Linked DNA regions of Mus musculus: region 1 is linked to region 2. The links are chromatin contacts, called in public promoter capture Hi-C maps. All regions are on one chromosome and are shown on one strand. Each heading gives the region's core, a stretch centred on a gene start, on an enhancer-like site or on the middle of the called end of the contact. The rest is flanking DNA. Distances are from core to core; before and after follow the strand shown.

Region 1 (6,686 bases), core at 760-3,259, 200 kb before region 2:
AGTAGGGGACAGAACCCAGCACCAGGGAAGGAAAGGGTGGGTGGGGGTGGGGTACTAGTAGTCTCTCTCTCTACTCTCTACTCTCTCTGATGGTGTGCCTTCCTCAAATGAGCTGCTAGGGGTCAGAGATAAGAGGGTGGCTTGCCTTGACCATCAGGGCTCTCCAAGCAAGGAACTGAGGCTAGACAATGAGAAAGATTAAGGTGCCATCGGGAGAACAGGCTGCCCAGACGACACCTAGGTGGTGTCCAGATGGCATACGTAGAGCTGGACAGAGAGGCACAGACCTATAATCCCACATTTGGGAGATGGGACATCAGGAACCCAAGGTCCCAGATTCCTTCCCATCTCCAGATGCTCTGTCACCTTTTCATACACCTACAGCCAACGAGAACTGATCCAACTCTGCTTTAAAACCCTGCCTGCCCCCATGCCACCCAAGCATAGGACCTTAATGTTCTGTCCATCTTTACTCCCCTGCCCAGGCGCCCCACCCTTGCCCAGGAACAAAGCTGGGACTTTCATCCCCCTACCCCCAGAGTTACTTAGCCTCTCTTCCTTCCCTCCACCCACTGATAATCATGTTTCTCGAGACAAATAATTTAAGCTCTTACCGTCTATTCATTCAGTCCCCTATCTGTAAACTACAGATAATAATAAGGCAGTCGGGAGAATGTGCCTCATCAGAATTCATGTGTTACTAAGCTGGGTGTGATGGCTCACACCTGTAATCCCAGCACCCAAGAAACTCAGACAGGAAAACTGCAGCAAATTGCAAGCCAGAATGGGCTAGAGTGAGACCCTGTCTCAACAACAAAAAACTCTCGTTTAATCTAACAACCCAGAAGGATAAACTCCAATACTGGCTCCTCCAAGGCTGGAAAGCTAAAGCCCAGAGAGCAAAGAGGCTCGCCCAAAAGCCTCTGGACAAGGCCTGCTACACTCAGGCCCTTTGACTTCCAGGCCAGCGCTCCCTGTAGCTGCCCACACCCTACAGAACAGAAGACTGCTGACATCCAAGGACACCCACCACAGGGCAAACCCGACGGCTCGTGGGTGGAGAACAGAGCCGCTGAATCCTGCTGAATGCAAGTGGGAAAGGCCTGGCATAAAGGACAGCAAGCACAGCCCGGCTTTGGCGATAGGATGGGGGAGGGAGAAGAGAAAGATGACTTGGCAGGACCAGGACACAGATGCCACACAGAAGGAAGCCTCTGTTTGTTTGGTCAGCTATGGAATGCTGAATTCTGTTCCCAAGGGACAGTTCCCTGTTCTCAACTGGAGCTCCTCTCCCTGCAGAGGCAGAGGCCTTGGCTTTCCTCTCTCCTAACCTCCTGGCTCACAAGCTTCTGAGCGTCTGTAGGGTAGACTCGGGGCTAGGACCCAGCCTCGCGAACCTCACCGCACCATGCTGGGAGCTGGAGTGGCCGGGAGGCGGGGCGGGGCTGGTCCGCAACTACCGCGCCCCTGCAGTCTTCCGGCAAACGCCGCCCCCTTTTTCGCCCAAACTTGGGGCTGCAAAGAGAGACTCCCAGCACCTCCTGCTGGGACTGGGTCCCGCCCCCCAGCTATCCCAGTAGCTCCCCAGAATAGTTGGGGACGGGGCATCGGGGTGGAGGGGGTGGGGGACAGTCCCTGGTCGCAAGCTCCTGAGACGGGATCTCCCTCACCAGCAACTGAGACTCCCTAACCCCTATCCTCAGCGCAGAGCGAGAAGCGGACTCGCGCTCACCCAGAAGACAATGTTGAAGCCAAACAGGAAGTATTTCCCGCAGCAGCCGACCTCAGGGTCCTGGAATTGCTGGTGCTTGCCGGGCATGGTGAGCGGCCACCTGCCGTCCCGGGAACCCGAGCCGGTGACCGGCCCAGCCCTCTGCGGGCCGCCCAGGCCTGGAGCAGCCCCGGGCCTAGCCCGGTGGCTGCGGCTTCATGGTCAAAGCCACACAGCTCACCGGCTGCCCCGCCCGCTGTGGCACCGCCCACGGCGCTCGGACAGCCACACCCGGAGTGCGGTGCCCTCATCCGACCCCGCCCTCCAACAGCGCTCCGGCCCCGCCCACAGTGTCAGTCCACACCCCGCCCCAGCAAGGCTCGGTCTTCTTGGAGCCCCGCCCACGACCCCGTCCCAGTCAAGTTCAGTCCTCACGGGCCCCGCCCATAACCACGACTCCGCCCCCAGCCGGGCTTAATCCTCTCAGGCTCCGCCCATGCCTAGCCGCTGTCCTCCCGCAGTCCCGCCTACGCCCCGCCCAAGGCTCTGCCCTAGCTAACTTCTGTTCTCGAGCTCCGCCTCTAAACCGGGTCCCGCCTCTGATGAGCCCCAAACCCCGCCTCCAACCGGCCTCAGTCCTCCTGGAGCTCCGCCCTACTCAGCCTCAGTTCTGAGCCACAGTCGGCCTTCTTGGAGCCACGCCCAAGACATCCGTCTTTTTTTTTTTTTTATGGTCCACAGGTCTCACTTCTCCCCAAGACCCTGCCTCTGGGCCAGGCTTTGGCTACACCCCAGTCACACTCAACCCCTTGCAACCCCCACCTCTGAAGAGTCCCCGTCTCCTCTCTAAGTCCGTCCTCCAGTTAGCTTCTCTCAAGTTCCCCAAGTCCTCCAGAGGCCCCAGATGAGCCAACTGGCAAAGCTGGTGAGCCAAGTGTGAATAATTACAGTGGATCTCCAGTCTAAGATTCAAGAACCAGAGGAGTCCACTCCCCAGGGATAAGTGGTTGGGAATAGTGGGACCAATGAACAGTGCCATGCATTCACACACAGTGTAGTTGAATACAAACAGGCTGGCGTGCCATGCCACGCCTGTTCTGTTTTGCCTATTCCTATGGTCGCCCTGTCCCATACCTACTTGACTGCCTTGATACCTGGGATTCACCAGAGTCCTTCTGATGCAAAACAGGACAGAGCAGATGCAGGTTTAGGTACGTCTGATCTTAAATATTTAGATTCCAAGTTTGTTCCAGAAGTGTTTATTTAGATACAGAAAGGGCCTTAAGCATCATCAGCATCAAGTGAATCCCTCCTAACAAGACCACGGTGAAGCCTAACTACCACTGTAATCTCTTCACTCATGAAGGTTTATCCATCCATCATTTCAGCAGGAGGAGACACACAGAATCCATAGGACTGTCTTCAGATGGGAAGGCTGTGCAGGGCATTCCCAGTTCCCAGTCCTACCTGTCTTTACACAAATTCCTCTCTAACCTAGTCCATACTTGAAGGGGGGGGGGAGGAGAGAGGGAGGGAGGGAGAGAGGGAGGGAGGGAGAGAGGGAGGGAGGGAGAGAGGGAGGGAGGGAGGGAGGGAGGCAGGGAGACAGGGAGGGAGGGAGGGAGAGAGGGAGGGAGAGAGGGAGGGAGAGAAGGAAGGAAAGAGGGAGGGAGGGAAAGAGGGAGGGAGGGAAAGAGGGAGGGAGGGAGAACCCAATCACAACTGGTCCAGGGAAGGAACAGGTGTTAGGATGGGTACCCAAGCTACAGATCTGATGAGGGTAACCCCATAATCAGCCTTTAAGCTCACAGAGAACTGAACTCCTAACCCTTAATATCAGTGGCCTGGAACCATCCTCCCAAGACAGAAGAGCCTGCCTCAGGAGTCTCCTGTCCTTGTTTGGCAGGGTTGTGCCAGGACTTTGCTTTACCCTGCCCTTGGCAAATGGCCACGTACAGGGCTAGCGATTGAGAGTAGTTTATAAGCATTGGCCAGCTGCCATGAGGCCTGAGCCCAAAACATGCTGAAGAAGTTATTATGGATGCAGGCACAGTGATGAGCTGTGGCAGTCCCAGGTCTGTAGGCTGAAGCAGGAGAGTGGCTTAAGCCCACAAATACGAGGCCAACCTGGGCAACAGGTAAAACCTTATCTAAGGAGTGGTGCTTATACATGTTCCAAGAGAGGTAAAGAACCAGGCTGTCTGCCTCCCCCAAGCCCTGCCCCAGAATCCACAGTGCAGTATAGTCTTCCTTGTCCATCAAGCAGCAAGATGAGGGTGCCCACTGAGTAGTGGCTGAAACCGGTCTCACACCACAAACTTGTTTGCTAAGTTGTTGCTCTTGGCAGCAGTGTCTGCATGGGCCTGGTACCCAATGATGGTCTTCGTAGAGATGCCCAGGCGCTCTTTGTATATTTGCCTAATGTTGGAGACAGGGTAAAATGGCAGACATAACCCAGGCCCAGTTCTTCTGTTCAGATATATCTCCCTGGTTCCAGCTCCAGCCTCACCCATTTTACATGTCTTACTCATAGACCAGTACCTGTCATAGAATCCCTCAGTGAAACTGACAACTTTAATTAAAAACAGTTTGGGTCTAAATTCCTACTTCTTTTATACAAGTGGGTGAGGAAGAAGGGAGAGCAGGTCTGAAGGGTGCCAGAGGTTTCCCTTGCAGCCCCCCAGTATCACCAGGGTCCGGGGGAGGATTCTCACCCGATCTGCATCACTCCGGCTTTGTCCTCTGCTTCACTCGTCCACAGGGCAATCTTGTCCCTCTTCGTGCGGATGTTCACGACAGCACCGCACACTTCCCTGCTGTATTCCTCAAAACAATTCCCAACCAGACACAGCAACTGAGCCCCGAGAGGAACAAACAGTAAGTGCCCCGGCTTGGATATAGGGTCCACCCCACCAGCTTTGAGACCTCCTGAGACCCATGCCTATATCTCTTCCCCTGCCCTCCACTCACCGTCTCCAGCCACAGACGGTCCAGTTCGAAGTGGCGCAGTTGTTTGTCAATGCTGAGCAGCCAGCGGCCACCCTGCTTGTTTCTGTTGTCTTCCCACATGGGCAGGATGCCTTCCTGTGGGGAGAGCCTGATCAACCGCCTCCCTTTGGTTTTTTTGTTTGTTTTTTTGGTTGCTCAAGACAGGGTTTCTCTGAATAGCCCTGGCTGCCCTGGAACTCACTCTGTAGACCAGGCTGGCCTCAAACTCAGAAATCCGCTTGCCTCTGCCTCTGCCTCTGCCTCTGCCTCCCGAGTGCTGGGATTATAGGCGTATGTATGTCACCACGCCCAGCCTCCCTTGGTTTAAAGGAAAGTAGACACCAAGCTTCCTCTGCACAGAGCCTAGTCTGCTCTGTACCCAGGACTTAATTAAGCATGCTTCTCGGGGCTGGTGAGATGGCTCAGCAGGTGGGAGTACTGACTGCTCTTCCGAAGATCCCGAGTTCAAATCCAAGCAGCCACATGGTGGCTCACAACCACCCATAATAAGATCTGACGCCCTCTTCTGAAGCATCAGAAGACAGCTACCATGTACTATATATAATAACAAATCAACCTTTGGGCCGGAGTGAGCAGGGACTGAGCGAGCGGAGTTGACCGGAGCGAGCAGAAGTCCTAAAAATTCAATTCCCAACAACCACATGAAGGCTCACAACCATCTGTACAGCTATAGTGAACTCACATACATAAGAAAATAAACAAACAAATAAATCTTAAAAAAAAAAAAAAGCAGGCTCCTTTTACCTACTCCCTCCCCTGCACAGCAGGGGCCACCTCCAACCACTCTGCCTTCCACACAGGTCCCTTCCAAGACCCCAAAGCCTGCTGAACCCTGCTGAGCCCCACAGCCCTTGAGCTCCCCTGTTGCCACCTTTGGCAACTTCATGCCTAAGCTTGTCAACTTTACTAAACAGGATTAAGGTGCTGATGGTGGTACCTCCAAGGTGAGACCAGACACGGTGAGGAATGCCCCCCCCCCAGCCCACCCTGCACATGCATTTTTCATGTCCACACTAATTTAGAAGCCAGGCCAAAAACTTGGGCCCTAGCCTTGAGGCCCTCTCCTCTCCGGACTCACACATCCTTAGCTGCCCACGCCCCAGTCATCCATGAGAGAAAAGCCGGGGAATCACTCCCTGGAGCAGAGCCTACCTTGAACAGGGCATAGTCACAGCCGGAAGAGAGCTTGCTGGCCAGCTTGATATGGCTGTACACCCTGGAAAGACCCCACCCCACATAGAGGTTTTGGGGCTTCGAAGCCCATGGTTCACCTGACTCTGTCTTTCCAATTCCTCTCTAGACCTCTCTAGCTTCCAGCTACCGCTTCCTACCTCCCAGGGCCTCCCCACACCCTCCACATGCCCAAGGGCCCTGCCACCTGGAATCCCTTCTCTGGGAACTTGTCTGAACTAAAAAAGCCTGGTGAAGTCTACATCATTAGGGCGTTCCAGCTGGGCCTCCCTCCTGGGTTAGCCTGGCCTTTCTCAGCTTTCTTTGGCACACACACTAAGGCAGCAGCCTAATAATCCTTACTATAGCTGAGCCAAATTTCATGAGAGGAAGAAACCCGGTTAGAGCCACAAAGCCACAGAGTCTCGGGGCTCACTCCTGCTTCTTCCAGACCCCAGGTTCTCCTTAAGCCCTGAGAAGCTTTCAAGGGGGTGGACCATGACCTGACAAGAACCTACCAACCCTCAGCTCCCAGCAAATGTTGACAAGGCCCTGAGAAGGTGGCAGGCTATGATGCCTTTGGCCCCCAACTCAGCGCTCCTGAAGGCAGAACACTCACGCCCAGAAGTCCTCCACAGTGTTAAACTTGGTGACTAGCTGCAGGTTGTCCTGCCAGGCCCGGCTTCGGTCATTCTTGAAGAACCACAGAACCCACCTGAGGATTAGGAGATAGAGGCTTAAGGCTCCCAGCCCTGCAGTGTCCGGGCTGCCATGTTTGTAAAGTAGGAGGTGAGAT
Region 2 (7,190 bases), core at 295-2,794:
AACCTCCGGCCTCACAATCACTATGTACTGTACTGCTGAGCTGTACCCTCAGGCCATTTTAAATGATACAGAGTCTAAGTTACTCTACTGAGTGATCTTGCATTTTTTTTTTTTTCCGAGACAGGGTTTCGAGACAGGCTCTGTATAGCCCTGGCTGTCCTGGAACTCACTCTGTAGACTAGGCTGGCCTCAAACTCAGAAACCCACCTGCCTCTGCCTCCCAAGCGCTGGGATTAAAGGCATGTGCCACCACTGCCCGGTGATCTTGAACTCTTGAAGTCATGTGCAGTCAGGCAAGATTCTTTCTTCTCCCTCAACCTTCAGAACAGTTAAGGCAATAGGCATGCACTGTCAGACCTAGCTGATTTTTAAAGGCCAGTCCTACTGACAGCCTGTTCCCTCTTAAAAATTTAAAGGAAAAATCATGGTTTTGATCGTAGGAATGAGATTAAGAAATAGTTCATCACATACAAGTGTAATAAGCTTTTATTAAGTAATTAAGGGGACGCATCACAAATAGAAGCATGCAACCCAACTGAAATGAACCTGGGATTTTGGGAGCGGGAGGGGGCAGCGGTGGAAGCGCAAATCAGTTACAAAATCGGCCACTTCCTCACCCAAATGACAATAAGGTCCGGTCTGAAACGGAGGGAGCAAGTCTGACAGGGATGTCTGTTGTTCCTGGGTTTTGTAATGGTTTCCATGGCGCTTTAAGACCCGGCTATACTCAGGCTTGAGACTTCATAGCAGATGCCGCTAACCCCAACAAGATGGCTACGACCGTGAAACCCTGTGCAGCGATCCGGGTGCGCATCATGAGTTGGGATCGGTGGCTCTGGCCGCGGTGGAAGCAGTAAAGGCCATAGGTGAGGGCAGCCGCCGTCCCCAGACAGCCTGGGGAGAGGACAACACACGCGGGAGGCAACAGGTCGGGTCCTGCAGGTCCCTTAAGGATGTAGCCCGTCCCAGCTTTCCCAGAGCCACAACAGGAGGGCAGTTCTACAGTCTGCTTCATCTAGTCCCAAGCCCCGCAATGCATTCCGATTCGTTTCAGTCACCCCCCACCCCGCACCGTCATTTCGTCACACCTCTGGTCCGCTCCCCTTCCCAAACCCCAGGCTTACTTGATCCACCCCTATTTCCTTTCCCTACGAAACCGCTGTCCTCTCGGTCTTCCGTTCCTACAGCACACACTTACCTATAGGCACCATTGGGTTCTCACGGGTCTTGCGAATAAACTTTTCCTTAAAGCCCTCTGGGTTGGAGTAGACCGTGGGGCTGAAGCCCTCGATAACTGGGGGCTTGGACGGATCAAAAGGCGCCTCTGGACTCACAGGACCGGGAGCCGCCATACCCACCAGCACAGAAATAGGTAGGACACAAATCCGGACACCGGACCCCGCCTTCTGATGAGGTCACTACGGGGCGGGGAAATAGCTTGCTGAGTGTAGCACGCAGGCGCCATTGCCCGTTGCTTTCTGGGAGTTGTAGTAAGTGAATGTGGAGGCACTAACTACTAAAACTACATTTCCCAAGAATCCTTGCGCGCACGGGTGGACGGAGACTATTAACACGCGGCTCTGAGAGCGTGGTTCTTGAGTTTGAGCTGCTGTTTCAAGGGTTTGAGCTGCTGTTGGGGCAGTTAGCGAGATGCCCAAGGCTAAGGGAAAGACTCGGAGGCAGAAGTTCGGTTACAACGTCAACCGAAAGCGTCTGAACCGGAATGCTCGTCGGAAGGCAGCGCCACGGATTGAGTGGTGAGGGGCCAGTTTGGAGGCGGGGGCCTGGGCTGGGATCTAAGGTGAGGTGACAGAATCTCGATTTCTCTCTCTCTCTTTGATGTTAGTTCCCACATACGACATGCCTGGGACCACACCAAATCCGTGCGGCAGAACCTGGCGGAGATGGGGTTGGCCATGGACCCCAACAAGGCGGTTCCCCTCCGTAAGAAGAAGGTACTGATAACGCAAAGCACTTTCCCCATCTCCACACTAGCCGCTTCCTATTTTCCTTCCCACCTGACGTTCCTTCACTGAGCAGAGTTTCAGAATTTGTTCTCTCTCTCTCTCTCTCTCTCTCTCTCTCTCACACACACACACACACACTTACTTCCCATATTTGTGATAAAGTCATTTTGCTTGCACTAATTCTGGTCAAAGACCTTTAACGACCTCCTTTATTCACGCCCCCTCCTCTGCTTACCATTTCTTCTCAGGTCAGTGGAATTTTCTAGAATGTATCTTTTTCTGTCCCCCAGAGCTTGAGGGGTTTTTTTTGTTTTGTTGTTTTTTCGTTTTTCGAGACAGGGTTTTTCTGTATAGCCCTGGCTGTGCTGGAACTTACTTTGTAGACCAGGCTGGCCTCGAACTCAGAAATCTGCCTGCCTCTGCCTCCCAAGTGCTGGGATTAAAGGCGTGCACCAACACCCCCCGGCTTACCCCAAGAGTTTTTTTTTTTTTTTTTTTTTTTTTAGTAAAATTATAACTAAGCACTGGCAGGTAAGTCCTCCCCATGAAGAAGCTATCGGACATGGCTCCCTGTAACTTATAAAGCGCTCTTCATGCACATGGTTTTTGTGGTGCTACTACACAGCAGAGTAAGGAAAGCATAGATATAGGCAGAAAGATGAATTGCTTGTTAAAAATATTACTGTGGGTGTCATATGCAACTGTATGAACATATCATGTGTGGTGTGACATGTGAGTGTGAGCATTAACATACCATGTGTGGTGTGACATGTGAGTGTGAGCATGAGCATACTGTGTGTGGTATGACATGTGAGTGTGAGCATGAACATACCGTGTGTGGTGTGATCTGGTTCTAGTGACTTTGGGCAAGGATTTTCTGATACAAGACATAGTTGTGTTTCCATAGGGAATGTCCTTCCCTAACGTTGGTCAAACTCTGACCAAAGGTGCTTGTCTGTTGGTCTCAAACCTGTTCTTTACAGGTAAAGGCCATGGAGGTAGACACGGAGGAGCGACCCCGGGATCTTGTACGGAAGCCCTATGTGGTAAATGGTGAGTGTGGGCTGTGTTCTTCTACCGTCCTGTCCTCTCTCATGTAGAAAGGGCACTCTGACTCTTCACTCTACAGCCAGAGAGCCCAAGATTCAAAGAGAGAGAAACGAAGAAGTCCAGGGTTCACAAGTAGTACTGTGCCCTGGCTGAGTTGTTTTCCAGCTAATATTGATGAGATTTCAATGGATGAACTAAGGTAGTAGACGCTCATACAAGCTAGAACTGGGTGTCTGAAAGGACGAAGAAGAAGGTCTCAGGCTTGTGCCCAGTTTCTCATGACTCGAGAGCTTGGCCTGTCATTTAGTCTGTCCAGTGATACATTTACTCCCCATGTGTTCCTGCTGTAGAGAGAGGCACACACCCTGCAGGAAAGAGAATATTCTTTGTTTGTTTGTTTGTTTGTTTGTTTGTTTCAAGACAGGGTTTCTCTGTGTAGCCCTGGCTGTCCTGGAACTCACTCTGTAGACCAGGCTGTCCTCGAACAGAAATCCTCCTGCCTCTGTCTCCCAAGTGCTGGGATTAAAGGTTTGCGCCACCACACCGGGCTGAGAATATTCTTGAATCCTTGCCTAACCTTTTCCCTACCTGTTGTAGGTTTATTGTGTGTGTGTATTTTTTTTAATTAATTTATTTTTATTGTATGCATATGGAGTACACTGTAGCGTGTTCAGACACACCAGAAGGGGGCATCGGATCCCATTACAGAGGGTTGTGAGCCACCACCTGATTGCTGGGAATTGAACTCAGGCCCTCTGGAAGAGCAGTCAGTGCTCTTAACTGCTGAGCCATCTCTCTAGCCCCTTGTCATTTTTTATTTGTGTGTTGGAAATTGAACCCTGGGCCTCTTGAATGCTAAGTGTACACTCAGCCTTATAGCCATACCTCCATTCAGGTGATTTTATTTTTTCACATCTCCTGATTTGAATAGACAGATGCTTGACATGAAATTATTTTGAGTCTTCTATTTGGCTGGTTCACATTAGAATTTTCGACAGTTCAACGAGGGGACCTACACCCTTCTGGAAATATTCACAGCCACATATACTTAAGGTGGTAAGGTAATTGTGTTTGATTTTTTTTTGTTTGTTTTTGTTTTTTCTTCTAGATGTAGTCTATGTTGCCCTGGCTATCCTTGAACTCACAAAGAACAACCTACCTCCGTCTCTTAAATTCTGGTGTTAAAGGCACCTGTAAGAATTTTTCTAAGATTTAAATTGTAGCTGAAAGAATTACATAAAATTTACCTTCTTGGCCCTTTTATAATGTATAGTTCTGACCCGGCAGTGGTGGCACACGCCTTTAATCCAAACACTTGGGAGGCAGAGGCAGGTAGATCTCTGTGAGTTGGAGGACAGCCTGGTCTACAGAGCAAGTTCCAGAACAGCCAGGACTACATTGAGAAACACTGCCTTGAAGAAAAAAGTACAAGTGTGTTGGTACATATATTCACACTGCTACATAATACAGCCCTGACATTGTTTTTGCAAAGCTGGGACTGTCCAACCACCAGGTCAGAGATGGTTTTGACTTTAAGAAGTTTTAGTTCCTCACGCTTAGATTGGTTCTGACCACATCATTTCTGTGTTTTGCCCATTTGCTTAGCGTTTATTCTCCTTGCCGTCCTGGAGACTGAATTAGCATGAAAGCGTGCTCTGCTCCTGAGCTGTACTCGAATTCTGTCTGGCTTTTATTTTTCTTTTATTTGTCAGTTTCATTTGTTTTTTGTTTTTTTTTAAAGATTTATTTATTATATGTAAGTACACTGTAGCTGTCTTCAGAACTCATTACGGATGGCTGTGAGCAACCATGTAGTTTTTGGGATTTGAACTTAGGACCTTTGGAAGAGCAGTCATTGCTTTTAACCGCTGAGCCATCTCGCCCCCCCCCCCCCCACACACACACTTGTGGGTTTCATTTGTTAAAATACTGTCTTGTAATGTAGCTGAGGCTAACCATGGACTTGAGATCAGCTTCTAAGTGCTGGTACTTCCTACCTGTCTTAAATATATTTTTAAAGACTTTATTTATGTGTGTGAGTACACTGTTGCTGTCTTCAGACACAGCAGAAGAGGGAATTGGACCCATTATAGATGGCTGTGAGCCACCACCATGTGATTGCTGGGAATTGAACTCAGGACCTCTGGAAGAGCAGTCAGTGCTCTTAACAGCTGAGCCAGCTCTCCAGCCCCCTCCTACCTGTTTTAAAAGTATAACAATGATTGGGTCCATGGTCAGGATTCTACCTTCACACATACAAGTGCTGTACCTGGGTCTAACCCTGCAGCCCTAATGTTGAGCAATTCTGACCTTCCCATTTCAAATGCTGGCATAATACACCAAGAAGAGACTTTGTGTTGGTAGTGGAGCTGGACACAATCCAACTTCCCATCTTGCTGCCCCTGGGGCCTGACACGGAGTAAGATTGGTAAGCGTAGTGGTTTTCGTTTTAAATCACAACTTGAGAACTGGTTTTCAGGAGTTGCCACGCTGATGGGTAGGAGGTAGGCTTGGGGATTCTAGGGCCTGAGAACGTGAGTTCTGGTTTTGGACTTGGGAAAGTGCTGCTGTCCAACAAGTCTTGTGACCTGGGATTGGATGGCTAGGTACTTGGGCAGCGCATGTAACACAAACAGGAAATCCTCATTCCGTTTCCTGGCTTCTCTTCCCCCAGACCTGGAGGCAGAAGCCAGCCTCCCAGAGAAGAAAGGAAATACCTTGTCTCGGGACCTCATCGACTATGTGCGGTACATGGTAGAGAATCACGGGGAGGACTACAAGGTGAGTTCTGCCCACAGGAAGAACACTCGGGCTTGTGGGGAAACTCACTGGCCTGTCTGCAGCTGACTAGAAACGAGGAGAAAAAGTCTAAAGATGTCTTTATGTTTGTGTTTTGCCTATGTGTACGTCCACTACATGTGTGCCTGGTACCTGTGTGGGTCAGAAGAGGGTATTGGATTCCCTCAGGACTGGAGTTATAGATGGCTATGAACTGTTTTGGGTCCTCTCTAAGAGCAGCCGCTGAACCAGCTTTCCAGCCCTCTAATGGCTTCTGAGATGAGAGAGCCGGACCCCAGGGATAGATTGGAAGTGGCACACTCTATTTAGGCAGCGCTAGGATTTGGATTTGAGCGTCTGCCTGTGTATCCCTCCACATGTCTGTCCTTCCTTTATAGGCCATGGCCCGGGATGAGAAGAATTACTACCAAGACACCCCAAAACAGATCCGGAATAAGATCAATGTCTATAAGCGCTTTTACCCAACGGAGTGGCAAGCCTTCATCGATTCTCTGCAGAGTAAGAAGATGGAGGTAGACTGAGTGGGGCACACCCCCAGACCTAGGTCTGCTGGAACAACGAAACCAAAGCCAGGCTGTAAGGCAAGGGGCGTGGAGCATCAGTGATGCTGGCTAAGTCCTGTGGAATCGGGTCTTACGTGCCCCCTCCCCCTTCCTTCTGGAGAAGGAACTCTTCATTTTGTTTTGTTGTTTTTTGAGAAAGAGCATCTCTCTAATAGCCTTAGCTGTCCTAGAACTCTCTCTGTAGACCAGGTTGGTCTTGAACTCACAGAGATCCACCTGCCTCTGCCTCTCAAGTGCTGGGATTAAAGGCGTGCACCACCACCACCTGGAGAAGGAACTCTTTCAAGGCCATGGTTTGTGTTCTGTTGGGAGCTTACAGAAAGCCGGGGCCTGCTGTTTCTTTTCAGAGGGATGCTCTGTTTCAGCTTGTTCTGTACATGATAAAGGAATATTTTACCCATGTAACATGACTAGGTGGGTTTTTGTTTGTTTGTTTGTTTGTGACTGGGCTTCTCAGTGTAGCCCTAGGTGGGATTAAAGGCACACTTGTGTAATATTTTTGTGTTTACTGTGCCCAGCTAAGCTCTGGAGTTGTCCCAGGAAAAGCTAATCTTACTAGCGAGCGGAGATGGATTATCAGCTCAACAGCAAGTACTGCAGTCCTGGGCTTTTGTAGGCGCTGCCTTGCCTTCTTCCTCGTCAGTGCTCCTAGTCTCGGTTTCCTCCAGACACTCTCCGGGAGGCCTGGGCTGACATAGAAGGGTAAGGAGCCAGGTCTCTGCTCACTGTGGATTGCTTTTTGTTGGCCATGGCTTAAATCAAACATCAGGGACCCAAACTTGCCATCTGGGACCGGCAGCCTGCTCGCACT

The links. Capture Hi-C pulls out chosen DNA fragments and counts their contacts.
Region 1: a contact with region 2 is called in a promoter capture Hi-C map of pancreatic islet. The contact joins the promoter of Tspan17 here to the promoter of Nop16 in region 2. A contact is called at or near these places in 5 of 39 promoter capture datasets (cranial neural crest, frontonasal cranial neural crest, maxillary cranial neural crest and 2 more), 1 of 484 Hi-C or Micro-C datasets (embryonic stem cells), 2 of 115 datasets of contacts at active chromatin or transcription factors (memory CD8 T cells and pancreatic cancer cells) and 3 of 9 other capture datasets (adipose tissue, liver and pancreatic islet).

What each region holds. Positions count from the first base shown.
Region 1 is chr13:54,784,728-54,791,413 of GRCm38.p6, reverse strand. It overlaps Tspan17 (tetraspanin 17), which reads right to left and starts at 2,009. Exons shown (of 8, transcript NM_028841.3): 1 at 1,733-2,009. The coding sequence starts at 1,819. It overlaps Eif4e1b (eukaryotic translation initiation factor 4E family member 1B), which reads right to left. Exons shown (of 7, transcript NM_001033269.3): 3 at 6,510-6,605; 4 at 5,873-5,936; 5 at 4,682-4,795; 6 at 4,426-4,565; 7 at 2,955-4,129. The coding sequence ends at 4,018.
Region 2 is chr13:54,584,428-54,591,617 of GRCm38.p6, reverse strand. Nop16 (NOP16 nucleolar protein) reads left to right here and starts at 1,544. Exons shown (of 5, transcript NM_178605.4): 1 at 1,544-1,757; 2 at 1,847-1,955; 3 at 2,951-3,020; 4 at 5,692-5,798; 5 at 6,194-7,190. The coding sequence starts at 1,651. The coding sequence ends at 6,337. It overlaps Higd2a (HIG1 domain family, member 2A), which reads right to left and starts at 1,387. Exons shown (of 2, transcript NM_025933.3): 1 at 1,199-1,387; 2 at 471-894. The coding sequence starts at 1,352. The coding sequence ends at 728.